Regions from separate parts of the Pan troglodytes genome. Here region 2 is linked to region 1. A link is a contact called in public Hi-C data. All regions are on one chromosome and are shown on one strand. The core of a region is the stretch at or near the end of the contact, and the rest is flanking DNA. Distances in the headings are between cores, read along the strand shown.

Evidence for each region. A called contact is a pair of places that touch in the nucleus more often than the background predicts.
Region 2: a Hi-C map of induced pluripotent stem cells shows a contact between it and region 1, with 2.8 times the contacts expected there. The contact joins two enhancer-like sites. A contact is called at or near these places in 3 of 7 Hi-C or Micro-C datasets (induced pluripotent stem cells and stem cell-derived neural progenitor cells) and 1 of 1 other capture datasets (stem cell-derived neural stem cells).

What each region holds. Positions count from the first base shown.
Region 1 is chr6:27,082,841-27,090,035 of NHGRI_mPanTro3-v2.0_pri, forward strand. No RefSeq gene overlaps it. Among named protein-coding and RNA genes, the nearest start is that of SP4, 160 kb to the right of the region's middle. Within about 2 kb of position 3,596, at least 3 of the 24 cell types and tissues checked have an H3K27ac peak or open chromatin away from gene starts, as enhancers often do. A contact at or near this core is called in induced pluripotent stem cells, where this site is marked.
Region 2 is chr6:27,597,866-27,605,060 of NHGRI_mPanTro3-v2.0_pri, forward strand. DNAH11 (dynein axonemal heavy chain 11) reads left to right here. Exons shown (of 82, transcript XM_063815260.1): 56 at 4,602-4,835. Among named protein-coding and RNA genes, the nearest start is that of CDCA7L, 170 kb to the right of the region's middle. Within about 2 kb of position 3,081, at least 8 of the 24 cell types and tissues checked have an H3K27ac peak or open chromatin away from gene starts, as enhancers often do. A contact at or near this core is called in induced pluripotent stem cells, where this site is marked.

The DNA of each region.
Region 1 (7,195 bases), core at 2,346-4,845:
CCTATGTAAAAAACCTTCACATGTACCCCCAAACCTAAAATAAAAGTTAAAAAAGAAAAGAATGATCTTATAAACACAGAGATTAACACTGCTAACATTAAGATATGTATGCTTCCAGATATTTCCTATACACATATACATACTTACAAAAGTGGAATCACACTCTTTCTGCTGTTTCACAGCCTCCTCTATTCACATGGATATAAAAGATATCATGGACATCTTTTCATGTCAGTATGTGTAGATAATAACAGCTCACATCTATTGAGTGCTTACTATGTGCTAGGCACCTTTCTATGCATTTTGCATGAGTTGTTCCATTAATTTCCACAACATCCCTATGAAGTAGGTACTATTATTTCCCCCATTTTTTTAGAAGAGAAAAGAGATTAACTAGTGGCCAACACACAGACCCCACATGTTAACCTCTTGGCTTTTTAAGGGCTATGTTAGATTCTGCTGTATGGACTTACCATCCTTCTTCATTGGTGGGTAGTTCCATGTTTCTGGAAAGAGCAATTTCCAGAAAGAACAACTCCGGTATCCAAACTAGTTGCTTGTGTCCTCTCATATGTAAATATACCTCAAACTATTTTCAACTTTTCTGATCCCATTATCTTTTTAGAACTCCCTTCTCCCTCTCCATGCTTTCCTAAAATTTACCCAGATCCACTTTTCAGGACTCCTAAACCTATCTTATCACTGCCACTGAGACATAGCAATTAACTCAGGAGTGACATGCCCAGAATCCAAACCTAAACTGTGCTATGTATCAACCAAGTGACCTTAGGCATTACTTAGTCCACCCAAGCCACATTTTTCTTATCAGTAAAATGAGGATAAAATATCTACCTCACAGAGCTATTTGGTAGTCTCAAATAGCATAGATACGCATGTACCTGGCAAATAGTAAATTCTTAATAAATGTCAGAGAGAAATGCCCCCTTGCTTGAATGAGGACCTCAAGGTCAAAGGGAGAGAAAATAGCAGATCCTACATTGCTATAAAAGACAAACTCCTTTGGGAGGCCAAGGTGGGTGGATCACTTGAGGTCAGGAGTTTAAGACCAGCCTAGCCAACATGGTGAAACCCTGTCTCTACCAAAAATACAACAATTAGCTGGGTGTGGTGGTGGGGGCCTATAATCCTAGCTACTTGGGAGGCTGAGGCAGAAGAATCGCTTGAACCAGGGAAGCAGAGGCTGCAGTGAGCTGAGATTGTGCCACTGCACTCCAGCCTGGGCAACAGAGCGACAATCAGTCTCAAAAAAAAAAAAAAAAAAAAAAAAAGACAAACTCAAATTTTAGTGCTAGACTTCTGTGTCTAAGAACTTTGAGGATTCCAGGTTATATTATCTTTATCTTGATACACACATATGAAGAAAACCCTAAATGAATCTTTTTCTTGGTTATATTTGAATGGAAATTTTTGGAAAGCAAATTTAAAAGATCAAACAAATATTTATTGGGACAGATTTTTTGCAACCCAATAAAATAAAGCCCTGAGAGAAGGAAGTCTAACAGAGGGCAAAGCAAACTATAACCCCTTTCTGGTCAGTCTTCTTTTTCCTACAAAATCTCTAGGAATACCTATAAATACTAAATTATGAAGATTTGAAAAACATACTCTAGACTCATGCTCCATCACTTGTGCTCAGGGACTGTTTAATTGGAGCCTGTACCAAGATGCTAATTCCAAATTTATTCCTCAAAATGATTTCTGCTTCAAATTTAAGCACCCCTCTTAGTTGGCCCAACTTAGTGAATGTCAGAATTTGAGATGAGAGCTGACTGATGAGATTCCAAGCATGGAATGGTCAGGAAGAGCCAGAGGAATTGGCTAAAACATTAGCACCATGCTTCCAGGCATTCACACTGTGCAAATGCTTCTGTGGTGGGCAGGCCTCCTTATTATCTGCAGGTTCCCAAACCAGGAAGACTGTGAGCCATTCCCCCTCAAAGACCAAAGGCATGGATGCAAATTTGCCCTTATTGCCCAGAGTGGCAGAAATCACTAGAGCACATGGGCTGAGGCATGGCCACATATACCGATGTGTAAGCCACTTATGTGATGGACAGTTTCCTTTCCTTTTATTTTATTTTATTTTGATACAAGGTCTTACTCTGTCCCCCAGGCTGGAGTGCAGTGGCAAGATCATGGCTCACTGCAGCCTCAACCTCCCTGGGCTCAGGTGATGCTCCTACCTCAGCCTCCCAGATAGCTGAGACTACAGGTGTATGCCACCACGCCTACCTAATTTTTTTTTTTTTTTTTGAAATAGAGATGAGGTTTCTCTGTGTTGCCCAAGCTGGTCTCAAACTCCTAGGCTCAAGCAATCCTCCCACCTTGGCCTCCCAAAATGCTGAGATTACAGGCGTCAGCCATTATGTCTGGCCGCCATTTATTTTTGAGAGAGATCCCTGAACCAACACCAAAAATGAAAAATGGCCCCTGTTTGATATTCACCCTTTGGGATTTTTTAGTCATGATTTAGCCAAGAGGTCTATCTGTAGCATCTACATCTGCTATCATTCCTGATCAGGTACATGATCCATGGACCCAACCTTAGGAGTGAAGTTAATTCCTTTGAGCCTAGGTAGTTCTGAGTTTTCACATCATCTCATGCACTTTTCATGAGAACGCCTTTTGCCTGCTATTTAACAGATGAGGCAGCTGAGGTGTAGGTAAAGAGATTTCCCCAAGCTCTCAAAGTTGCTCATACAGTAGCGTAACACACAGAATGAAATAGCTGATCCTCAGACCCAGATCTTCTGATTTTAAGCCCAGGATTTTTTCAGTGATCTGGGAACTGCTTTCCCCATAGATTTTCCAAGTGTTACCAATTACTGCCAGTCCTGGTAGGTCCCTGTGTAATACAAGGAACTTCCATAGTAACAGCCTGCTTGTTTCCTCCACTGGGGATGTTTGAAGCCACTAAAACACACATCAAAACTGACATTTATAACTCCTAGATTTACAGCCTGTACTTCAGAAAGTGATATGTATCAATCTAGCTACTGACATTTAGGGCTAAAAAAAAAAAACAAACCCTGAGGTAATATGATTGGCCACATTCTGTTTTTGTTTTTTGTTTTTTCCGATATTGCAACCACTGGACTTAAATAGAAAATGTTCAAAAGACCCCAAATGTCACAGTCAAGAACTGCATGTAATTACTAACCAATTAGGTAAGATCGTTGGTCTAACTGGCTCGGAGGGAAAGAAAAATGAAAGCCTCAGGACATAAGCCTACAAGGCATTCCAACTTGGTACTGGGGTTGCAAAGCAGAAGTACTTCCTTTTTTAATCTTTCAGCATTTCTATTGTATTCCATCTTTAGAGAGAGAGTTAATTTTTCTGTGCTTAGTTTACTAGTTTGTAGAACTCAGCGACTATCTCTGAATAAGGCATAAGGAAGAAAATTTGCCACACAGTACCAACTGGGAAAAGCTAACTTATCATTCAGTAACAGGCACTCCCCAGATCTCAGTGACTTTACATTACAAAGGTTAACTGCTCGCTCACAGAACACATCCATCTCCATTTGACAGGGAACTCTCATTCATGTGGTTCTCACGCTGAGACCTGGCTGACAGCAATATCTGGAATATTCTGGTCACTGTGGCTAAGGGGAAGTAAACTCTGGAGGGGCTCACACCAGCAATACTTTGACCTGGAAGTGACATGTGCTATTATTACCTCCTGCATCTCTCTTGTAAGAACAAGTAACATGGCCTTATCCTACCCCACCACAAGAGGGCCAGGCAGTGTGGTCCCACCAGAGCAGAAAGCAGGAAATACTCAATATACCACCCTCATGGCTGGTGGTACTGGGATAAAAATGGCATCTCAGAAAGAAAAAAACAAGTCTCTTTTCAACATATTCTGCTATTCTGATGCTTGCCTTTGACGTTCTCGTTCACATGAAAACCAAACATTGTAAAATGTGTATGTTAAAGGGAATTTGGAAAATAGAAACACAAATTTTGAGCTATTAATGTTTTGTGAATGTCCATAGTGTAACACCCAAACATCCACACATTCATTCATTCATGAATCTATTCCCCATGCAGATATTATCTGAGCAATAGACAGATGATGAGGACATGCACAAAGCAGTCCCTTCACTCCTAGAACTGACAGTACCTGGGGGAGATGACCTGCCATGCACCACTAGCACAGTGTGACAGAGGAAGAAGGGGCCAGAAGCACATAGGAGGGGCGCCCAATCCAGTTAGAGCGTCAACAGAGACTGCCGGGAGGATAGTACCCCTAGGCTGAGACATGAGGGAAAGGAAACACATTTTGGTACATTTCCTTTCAGTCTGTTTCCCTCTAAGCCTAGTTTGTTATTTTTACATAATTGTAAGAAAACTGTTTAGCCAAATTTGTATACTGCTGTGCAGAAAACTAGGTCTTTACAGTGTCACTTTTTAACTCAGAGAAATCCATATGACAACAATTTGTTACTTTCTATAAAACTTCAGCATATGAACAAAATTTGCAAATGTGGAATTTTATGATGCTGATACAGAAAACATATGTTAACTAAGAATGAGCTTGTATTTTTACTTCTCAGTATTTTATTGCCTTAGCCAGGCTGTCAACCAAATATATAAATTTCAAACATTAAGAGGTACAAATCAACCCACTAAAATATCTGTCAGAGCTTTCTGCATTAATCAACTGTGATGTATTGTAACATACAGGGAAAAAAATTGTGACAGAAATTGAAAACTAATCGAATAAGCATAATATTAAAAAGCATGAATTTGAGTTATTACTTAAGCTTAAATAAAAGAGTAGGAGTGAAAACTTCCTGTAGTACCTGCACATTGCAGTTTATTATAAATTTTCTACGTGTTATAGAAAATTAAACTGTGTACTACTTATAAAAGGGTTTTAATTTAATTGGACACATTCAAGTTATATTAAAATATATTTCAAACCTATTTTGGTTGCTTTAAAGAGTAGCTTAAAATTCTACACTCAATGTTGACTAATATTTTAAAATTCTTTAAAATTTTGGCCAAAAAGGACTAATTTCTTAATAAGTATATCTCTCTTTAGCCAAGAGCCAACATCATGTCTGATGGTGAAACACCAAAGGCATTTCCATTAAAATTCAAAAAGATAAAGAAAAGATTGTCCCATCATAAATATTAAATAACAGTTTTCAGAATATTCTGGCTAGTTCTCAAAATAAGATTAGAAATAAGAGGAATAAACATTGGAAGGAGGGGAATTATCATTATTTTTCATCAACAAAATTATATACTTAGAAAGCCCATAAAAATCTCTCATAATCATTACGAATTTCACTAAAAGTGATAGATGAATCTGCACAGTCAACCACTATTTTAAATAAATATAAAAATGTTAAAAATAGAAAAGCTAAGATTACTTATGCTTATAATCATAGCAATGTGTAAAAACACACCTGGAATAAATGCTAAAGAAAATGTGCATAAATCATAAGAAATAAATTACAAATATTTCTCTGAAGATTTAAAAATATTTGTCTCCATAAAAGCCCAAATAATATGAAGATAATTCATCCCAAATTGATTGATGACTAGCTGGGCATGGTGGCTCACGCCTGTAATCCCAGCACCTTGGGAGGCCGAGGCGGGTGGATCACCTGAGGTCTAGAGTTCAAGACCAGCCTGGCCAACATGGTGAAACCCCATCTCTACTAAAAATATAAAAATTAGCCGGGTGTGGTGGCACACCCCTGTAGTCCCAGCTACTCAGGAGGCTGAGGCAGGATAATTGCTTGAACCCGGGAGGCAGAGGTTGCAGTGAGAGGAGATCATGCCAATGCACTCCAGTCTGGGTGACAGAGTGAGACTCCGTCTCAAAAAAAAAAAAAAAATTGATTGATGAGCTTAAAGTTATTCCAGTTGAAGTATTTTCTGTCTCTAACTGGATTAATTGAATTATCTTAGATTTTTCCCATTCTGTTAGCTAAGAAGTTATATTTATTAATCTGCTACTCTAGTATTTTTCCTTAGATTTTAAACAAAACAATGTAAATGTGTTTCTCTATCGATATCAAGACTTATGTCATAACCTACTCTCCCACCCCATTCTACAATTACCAGTAATTCCTATATTTAGCTGAGATCATCTGGAATTTTAGTTGTTTTTGTTTTTTGTTTTTTGTTTTCTGAGACAGGGTCTCACTCTGTCACCCAATCTGGAGTACAGAGGCACAAACTCCACAAACTGCAGCCTCAACTTCCTGGGTACAAGCTATCCTCCCTCCTCAGCCTCCCAAACAGCTGGGACTACAGGCATGTACCACCATGCCTGGCTAACTTCTGTATTTTGTAGAGATGGAGTTTCACCATGTGTTTCCCAAGCTGGTCTCAAACTCCTGGCCTCAATTGATCTGCCTGCCTCAGCCTCCCAAAGTGCTGGGATTACAAGTATGAGCCACCACACCTGGCCTTAGTTCTATGTTACTATTTTTTCCGGAAAGTTTTAAAACCAATTTGCCATAACCATCTCAGCCACTTTGTTTAAACTGAAGCATATTTTTACTGGTGTCTTTATATATTTATGTGACTATTCACAGACTTCTCATAGCTCATGGTTCCTCCCCTCACTTCCCCACACACACTTCTACAAGTATTATTCTATCTTTCCAACTGTGTTTCTGATGCCAACTGATACTCGTTTCAGGGAAATGGGCAAGTTGAAAAGTATAGGGGTGTACTTGCCTGCTTGATAATTTATATTAGAAAAGGCAGGGAGTTACTCTAGAAAGAAGCGGGGAAATAAATAAATTCAAACAGTTATGGGCATGGGCATAGGGTGAAAAAAATTATGGAGATCTTAGAATAAAGAAGAGAGATGTCAGGGCAGGTGGCATATATGGGAGATATTAAGAGACAGAAACAGGCTAGAGGATTTGAAAAAGTTTTATAGTGCACATTAATGTAATTCCCCTTTGACATTTTCTCCATAAATTTCATAAAATATTTTAGTTGCTTTTAATTTTATCTATCTATTTATTTGTTTGCTTATTTGTTTGCTTTACCATTATATCTTTGAATGTGACTCCTTATTTAAATTGCATTAGAGGGTGCTTCAGCTTTATATGGATTTTATTTATATATCATTCTATAATATACAAATCATACCATTCTATGAATTAAGAAATTCAGACCCAGACAGAAAAATCCAGTTC
Region 2 (7,195 bases), core at 1,831-4,330, 510 kb after region 1:
AGTCTTATACTGGCTTAAGCATATCTTCAGATGGCTGACGAAAGACACAAGTAGTTGTAAACATCCTTCCCCATTCTTCAAGCCTCGACCTCATAAATAGGGTCCAGACTTTGTAGCTGCCTAGGAATCTGGACATGAATATTCAGCTGAAGGTGTAATTGACTTAAATGGAGCTGTCCCTATAAGTTTGTAGTTTTGTGGCTTTTCTCTAGGTGCTGACCTTACCAGAAGCAGCCACACCATTCACACCATCTCCTGTTCTGTCTTCTTGCTATAAAAGAGGTAGCTGGATTTCTTTTTTATTCTTTGTTTTTTTTTTTTTTTTTTTTCTTTTTTTGAGAGGGAGTCTCACTCTGTCACCCAGGCTGGAGTGCAGTGGCATGATCTCGGCTCACTGCAACTTCCGCCTCTCGGGTTCAAGTGATTCTCCTGCCTCAGCCTCCTGAGTAGCTGGGACCACAGGTGCACACCACCACGCCCTGCTAATTTTTGTATTTTTAGTAGAGACAGGGTTTCACCATGTTGCCCAGGCTGGTCTCAAACTCTTGACCTCAGGTGATCTGCCTGCCTCTGCCTCCCAAAGTGCTAGATTACAGGCATGAGCCACTGCATCCGGCCTGGATTTCATTTTTCCTCCACTCCTCCTGAGTCTTCAATTGCTTCTTTGTTTCAACTTTCTGGCAGAGACCATTGAAGATACCTTTTTCAATGACTGCAAACTCATCTAGGAAATTGTTGGCTTCTGCTGGACTTTGTCTTGCCTCTGACCAATAGTTGAGCTCCAGAATTAAAGGCAAGATACAAAAAGCATAAGCAAATAACAAAATAATGCACTTACCAGACAACTCAAAACAAAAAAACAGCATACGATTTAGAAAACTGTGCTTGGTGCTACACTTAACACTTGTTGCTGCCCTGTGTAATGGTAGTAATCTTACTGCAACTGCTGTTGGTGCTACTGCTACCATAGTAGCAGAACTGATACAGGTTGAGTATCCCTTACCCAAAATACTTGATACCAGAAATATTTTGGGTTTCAGATTCTTTTTTGATTTTGGAATATTTGCATTTACATAATGAGATATCATGGGGATGGGACCCAAATCTAAACACAAAATTCATTTTTGTTTTATATACTCCTTATGCACATAGTGCAAAGGTAATTTTATATAAGATTTTGAAGAATTTTGTGCGTGAAACTAAGTTTTGACTGTGACCCATTACATGAGGTCATATGTGGAATTTTCCACCTGTGGTGTTAAATTCACACTCAAAGAGTTTTGGCTTTTGGAGCATTTCAGATTTTCAATTTTCAGATTAGGGATGCTCAACCAGTTCCTGCTGTGAATTTGCATTGCCTACCACCTCTCATCACCAGCCCCATGAGGAGGGACCAGTAGTTTCCCCTGGGATGGAGGCCCAAGAGTAAATAATGCCACTGGTAAGGGGTACATCTGCAGTTTGACACCAGAGCCCATAGTCTTAAATCCTTCTTTTGACTATTGCATGAATGTTTGACTATTGGGAAAGAAGTAAAAGAAGAAAGGAAACAGAATTTTTAAAGGAGCAATTTTGTGGGCAGGAAGAAGTACAGGAGGGTATGCAGTATCTTACCAGATTTTTCAGAACTGGAAGTCTAGCCCAGGTCCTAGGATTCAAACCCTTTGTCCCTGGCTCCCTCCGGAATCTTCTTCTCAGAGCAAAACAGCACTGTGAAGAGCTTAGGACAAGTGTTAAAATGCAACACTGCCCATTTTATGCATTGTAAGTTTTCTTTCTTTAATAAGCCACCATGCAACCACAAATATCTTATTAATATATTCTTCTACCAGCCCTAAAAGGAGCAAAAAGATCAAATAGATTGTGTAGCACATCAGTTTGACATATTTAAAATTTAACACAGAAATAATTTCTGAGAAAAATGTTCAAGACTTACTGTAGGTATATGGCATTTAATGTGACAAAATTGTCCTAAGTTACACTTCAAAAAGAGAGAAAATAGATTCTTTCACCTGCCCCTTTCTGTTTTGCCCTTCCTCCCTCCCCCCCTTGAATACAGTGCTCTTGAATGCCCAAATTTAGTATTACAGACCAATGTAGTCATCTTTGCTGGTCTTGGGAAGGTATAAAATCCTAAATTGATTTAGTGCTGACCTCTGGGTATTGGTTTATATTCAACTCTGCTGTTTGTCATTTTCAAGAGGAATATACTGGGCACTTGCTTGAAGTGCCAGGTGGCTGGAGTACTTGGTGTGGCAGAGACTACTCCTTCCCGAGAACTGTCACACCAAATAGCAGAGATCTGTTTATGTTTTTGTGTTTACAGTGAGCCAACTGAGAGAGTAGAAATTAAACACGTTTTCTTAATGTGAGGGAAAGCAGTTTCATCTTTGCATTTGATTATGCGTTGGAGACAGCATCGTTTTCCAGAGCATCTTAGTGGGGAAACCTTGAGTTTATAACCATTCGATACTGGCACTCTGCTTATTTTTATTTTTGCCATCATCATGATTAGCTGCTAAATGACTATAAATGGTTTTCAACTGGTTTTTATTAAGAGGCCAAATCTAGCAGGAATGATATTCTCCCCTCACGTCTCTCAAAGTGAAAAATACAGCATTGCGTAGCCCTCGCTGCGGCAGCACCAGCAGCAACTCCTCTCAATTCTCCCCCAACGCCCCCCACACAAAAAAAATAAAATAAAATAACTGGAGATAAATGAATGGCAGAATAAATAATTTATGCTAATGAAATTACTGCAATTAGTAGTTCTACAATGACCCTTTTAAAAGCCACAGCTGTTAATGTCAGGAAGTGCTGTCACTACTGACCTTATCATAAGAGAAAGTGACAAATTGAGAATGCAGGGAAGACCAGTCATCAAAGAGGTCTGTTCTGGAACGATTAGAGTTTTCTGAAAAACAGTGTGAATTACAACCAGCTGCTCCCTGGCTCAGCGAGTCTCCCATGCTGTGCCATTTTGTTAAGCCTGATAACAATAGTTATTTTGCCCCATTGAGACAAGTTGTCTCGGGCCACTTTCAGCTCTACCGGAAACCACTTCTTCCATCCCCGATTTACAAATGAAACTGTTGTTAAAGAGAGCTTTCAGCGCCTCCAAGGAGCCTCCTCATAAGGATCATGGTTGGGCAGAGGCCAGAGTGTTTTTTTTTTTTTCTTCTTTCTTTCTTTTTTTTTTTTCCTTCCTGTAAGGAGGTTACACTTGGCTGAGGAATTATTTATCTATATTGTAGAAAGGTATGTGTGTACCTTTAGTTCCCATTAAAACAAGACAGGACAGGAGTAAATTCCTGCACGTGTCTGTATTGAAGTCAAGCTCTTGTAAAAATCAAGTCTCCAAAGGATTATGATTTATATGAAGTTTATATAAACTTCTTCATAAATTTTATTTTTCTGAGTCCACTGTTTGGAAATATATTTGTATCTGGGGTCCACTAGAAACCAAGAATATTTGGAATTTATATCACGTTATTTTTAACTTTTGTTTTAGTAATACATTATTTCAGTTACTAGTGAGATGGATTTTTAATACGCAGCACAATGCAATATGTAGGTATTCTAAACCCACTCGGGAATTTGTCTTGATGTTGGAAAGTTGATTGTTTAAAGACATTGTTCAGGAGCAGTTGTTTTTCACCAACAAGAATTGGCCGGTCTCTCTTCACACCTCTGCTTGTAATATTAATGGTGCAGGTTTGAAACGTTTGACTGCATCACCAGCCACTTGTGTGCAATTTTCCCAAAGATGTCTGAGCATTATTGACAACCCTTTGGTAAATTATGTGTGACTTTCCTAAGAGTTGGTGTAGCTCATTTAATTCATATTAATTGATTTTTAGGCTTCTCTTGATTAATTGAACCTGGTTCATCTTGTACAGAATGCAATAAATAATCATTAAAATGAGGGAGATGTGACTCTGCAAATTAAAAAGTTAACTACTTCAGAAGTCATAGAGGACAAAATGGAAAGAATGTATAGTGGGGGGTCTTCCAGTAACTCATGGAAGGAGAGTTGCTCTTTTTGTGGGTTTTCTTTCCCAAATATGAATAGAAATGATCATGATATTTTTCTCCCAGAAGCAGTGACATTTATACCCTACTATCCAGTTTGTTTTTACATGAGTTCTCATAAAACTGTGAGTTTCTAAGTTTTGGCTTTTTTTTTTTTTCAGTGACTTTGCAGGGTTATTGCTTCTCTTTGTCTAAAGCTTAGTTTGAAAGCAATGGCAGAAATATTTCTCAGGATATAGTGTCTGTTTCTCCACCTTCTCTTTCACACACTCGGTAGATAAAAATCAAGTTGTGAAGATCTGTATATGCTGGCTTTTGTATTTGGTATGTGGAGCACATAAAAACCCTTTGTCCTACTTGGCAAGAAGAAGGTTACTCAAGCTGAATGCTTTATTGTAATCTCCCAAATCCTGTGGATAGCGCTTGAAGATTAAATAAGTTTTCGTAGGTTATACTATCATTTTTTTTTCTGACTTTTAGAAAAAAAAAGATCATTTACTTGATTTTTTTTTAAGTTGTATTTTTAACTTGAGAGGATTTCACATGAACTGTAATGTTTGTGTTTTCAGCCAGTGCACAAAGACTCTATTAGCCTTTTCATGGCACATGTTCACACCACTGTAAATGAAATGAGTACCAGATATTACCAGAATGAGAGAAGACACAACTATACGACCCCAAAGAGTTTTCTAGAACAAATATCACTGTTTAAGAACCTGTTGAAGAAGAAGCAAAATGAGGTATCCGAGAAAAAAGAACACCTGGTGAACGGCATCCAAAAGCTAAAAACCACAGCCTCTCAGGTATGACCAGGATGTGTTATTACTGAGTAATATTTATGCTGTTTAACAGAAAAATATATTTCCTTTTGAAGCACTACTAAATCCATTTCTATAAGATGCCAGCTGGTGAAATTTACAGTTTCATGGCACCAAGAATACACTGCTACTGCTTTCAAAAGCCTACAATGGGATTGGCCGACTCACAGCTGGATTAGGGTGAAACGTTCTCTTCCTGGCCTGACTCAGTGCAAGGTAGTGTGGGATATTGAAGGGAGCAGACACAGCGGATTGCCTCTCTTGTCTCTGACTTCTTCAGTGCACGGTACTTGTCGTCAAGGTTCTTATCATCCTAGGATGGACCAGTATCTTTTTTGGTCTCAGATTCTCAACCTCCAGTGAGGGCATCATTTTCTGGCTAATGACTGTGGCGAGATCCCAAGGTAGAGCTGTTCCTCCCTTAGTGACTTGTCTGCTCCTCTTAGCCACCAGCTCTCTTAGATAAAAGTGTCCAGTGTCATCTGTGTCCTCAGTCCTAAGGCCCCTGCTCCCTCGAAGGGCGATGCCTCTAACTTGCAGGAGTAAATCAGGAGAGAATCAGCACAGGATGTTAATCATGTGTGGGTCTGTACACATATTATCATTATTTTGTTGTTAAAAAACAAAGGATTTCATGAAGTAGTTGTTACTACTGTAGTTTTATATATGAGGCGTAAAGAGTTTAAGGCCAGAGAGCCAGTGAGGGTGGGTTTTAGACCCAGGTCTGTGTTGCTCTGATGCCCGTGAGTTGTCCATGGCACTGTGCTGCCTCTCTGTGGCTGGAAAGAAGAGATTGGAATGAGAGACTCTGAAGACTTTGAAGAGTAGCCCAGCCTTATTCTGAGCCAGTCAGGACTTAGAGCTGGAGTGAGAAGAATTCTCACTAGTGATCACCTCAAGACTAGAAATACTGGTGGCCTTCTCAGAGTCATGTCATCAGGTCAGACTCTCATATGCTTTACAAGGATTGGGGCAGTGGTTTCCCCGAGTGGCCTGGGTAACCCTCCTGTGGCTAGGCTAGAAATAAACTGAGACCTGAAGGAGGGAGCACCTTTTCAAATGGGCACCTTTTCACTCTGAAGGGCTCTCTGGCCATGTCCTTCAGTCACTCTGGGCCAAAGCACCACTTGCCTCTTTTTCTCTTAGTTTTCTATACCAAGAATCACTCTGTGGCAAAACACTGTGATCTGTACTAATAGTGAGTAGATGGACCACAATTAGGAAAGAGAAAGCAGGGTGAGTAGGTTTCCAGGACGGTTGGGATCAAGCGATATTAAGAATAGTTTCTAGGAAACCCACAAATAGCATATCCATATTTGTGCACCTTCTCCTTTCCTCTCTAAGAACGTCTGTCTAGGCCAGGCACAGTGGCTCACACCTTTAATCCCAGCACTTTGGGAGGCTGAAGGGGGAGGATTGCTTGAGTCCAGGAGTTTGAGACCAGCCTGGACAACAAAATGAGACCCAGTCTCTACAAAAGAATTTTTTAATGAGCCGAGCATGGTGGCGCACACCTGTAGACCCAGCCACTTGAAAGGCTGAGGCAGGAGGATCCCTTGAGCCCAAGAGTTTGAGGTTACAGTGTGTTGAGTGGGTCACTGAACTCCAACCTCAGCAACAGAGTGAGACCCTGCCTCAAAAAAAGAAAGAAGTCTGTCTTTCCTGTCTCTTTTTATTCACACCTTATTTTACTTTCTTAACTTTTGCCCCTCTCCATGTCAGTTTTCTTCTATCTGTCTATCCTCTTCTGTCTCATTTAAATCAAGACCCCTTTCCATAAGAAAGATTTTCCCTGGAGTCCTGTTGGGCTAGATAAGACGAGGAAGGAGCTCTGTTTCACAAAACATTTATATCCCTTTGAATGCCATCCCAAACTGAACCTGTTGACTTTGCCCACTATCAGGAAATGATAGTGTTGTCACCCAAACTGAGCTTTCAATACTGTGGGGGCATCCTTAGCAAAGAGATAAGTGCTTCTGCCATACTTAAAGGTTGTGAGCTAAAAGCAAGTGGGGTACCATCCTGGACCATTCCAGTGGTGGCAGCATCTCAGCCACAGGAAAAAAGAAGAGGAGAGAGACTGTGATTTCTTAATAGTCACCTTAGTTGCACATTGATGAGTCAGGGGGATGGGCAAGGAGAGAGACGGGAGGGCCAATTCACTATGTCTGCCAAGTCCAGGGCTGCTTGGGTCTCTTTACTCCCCCTTAGTTAAGAACCACAGGCAGAAAGTCTGTAAAGACACAAGACATCTTGATTGACACATGAAGTCTGATGGAAAGACTGACGGTGATTTCTTTTCATTAGGTATTTGTGCATGGAATGCTCTTACTATCAAAAAAGTG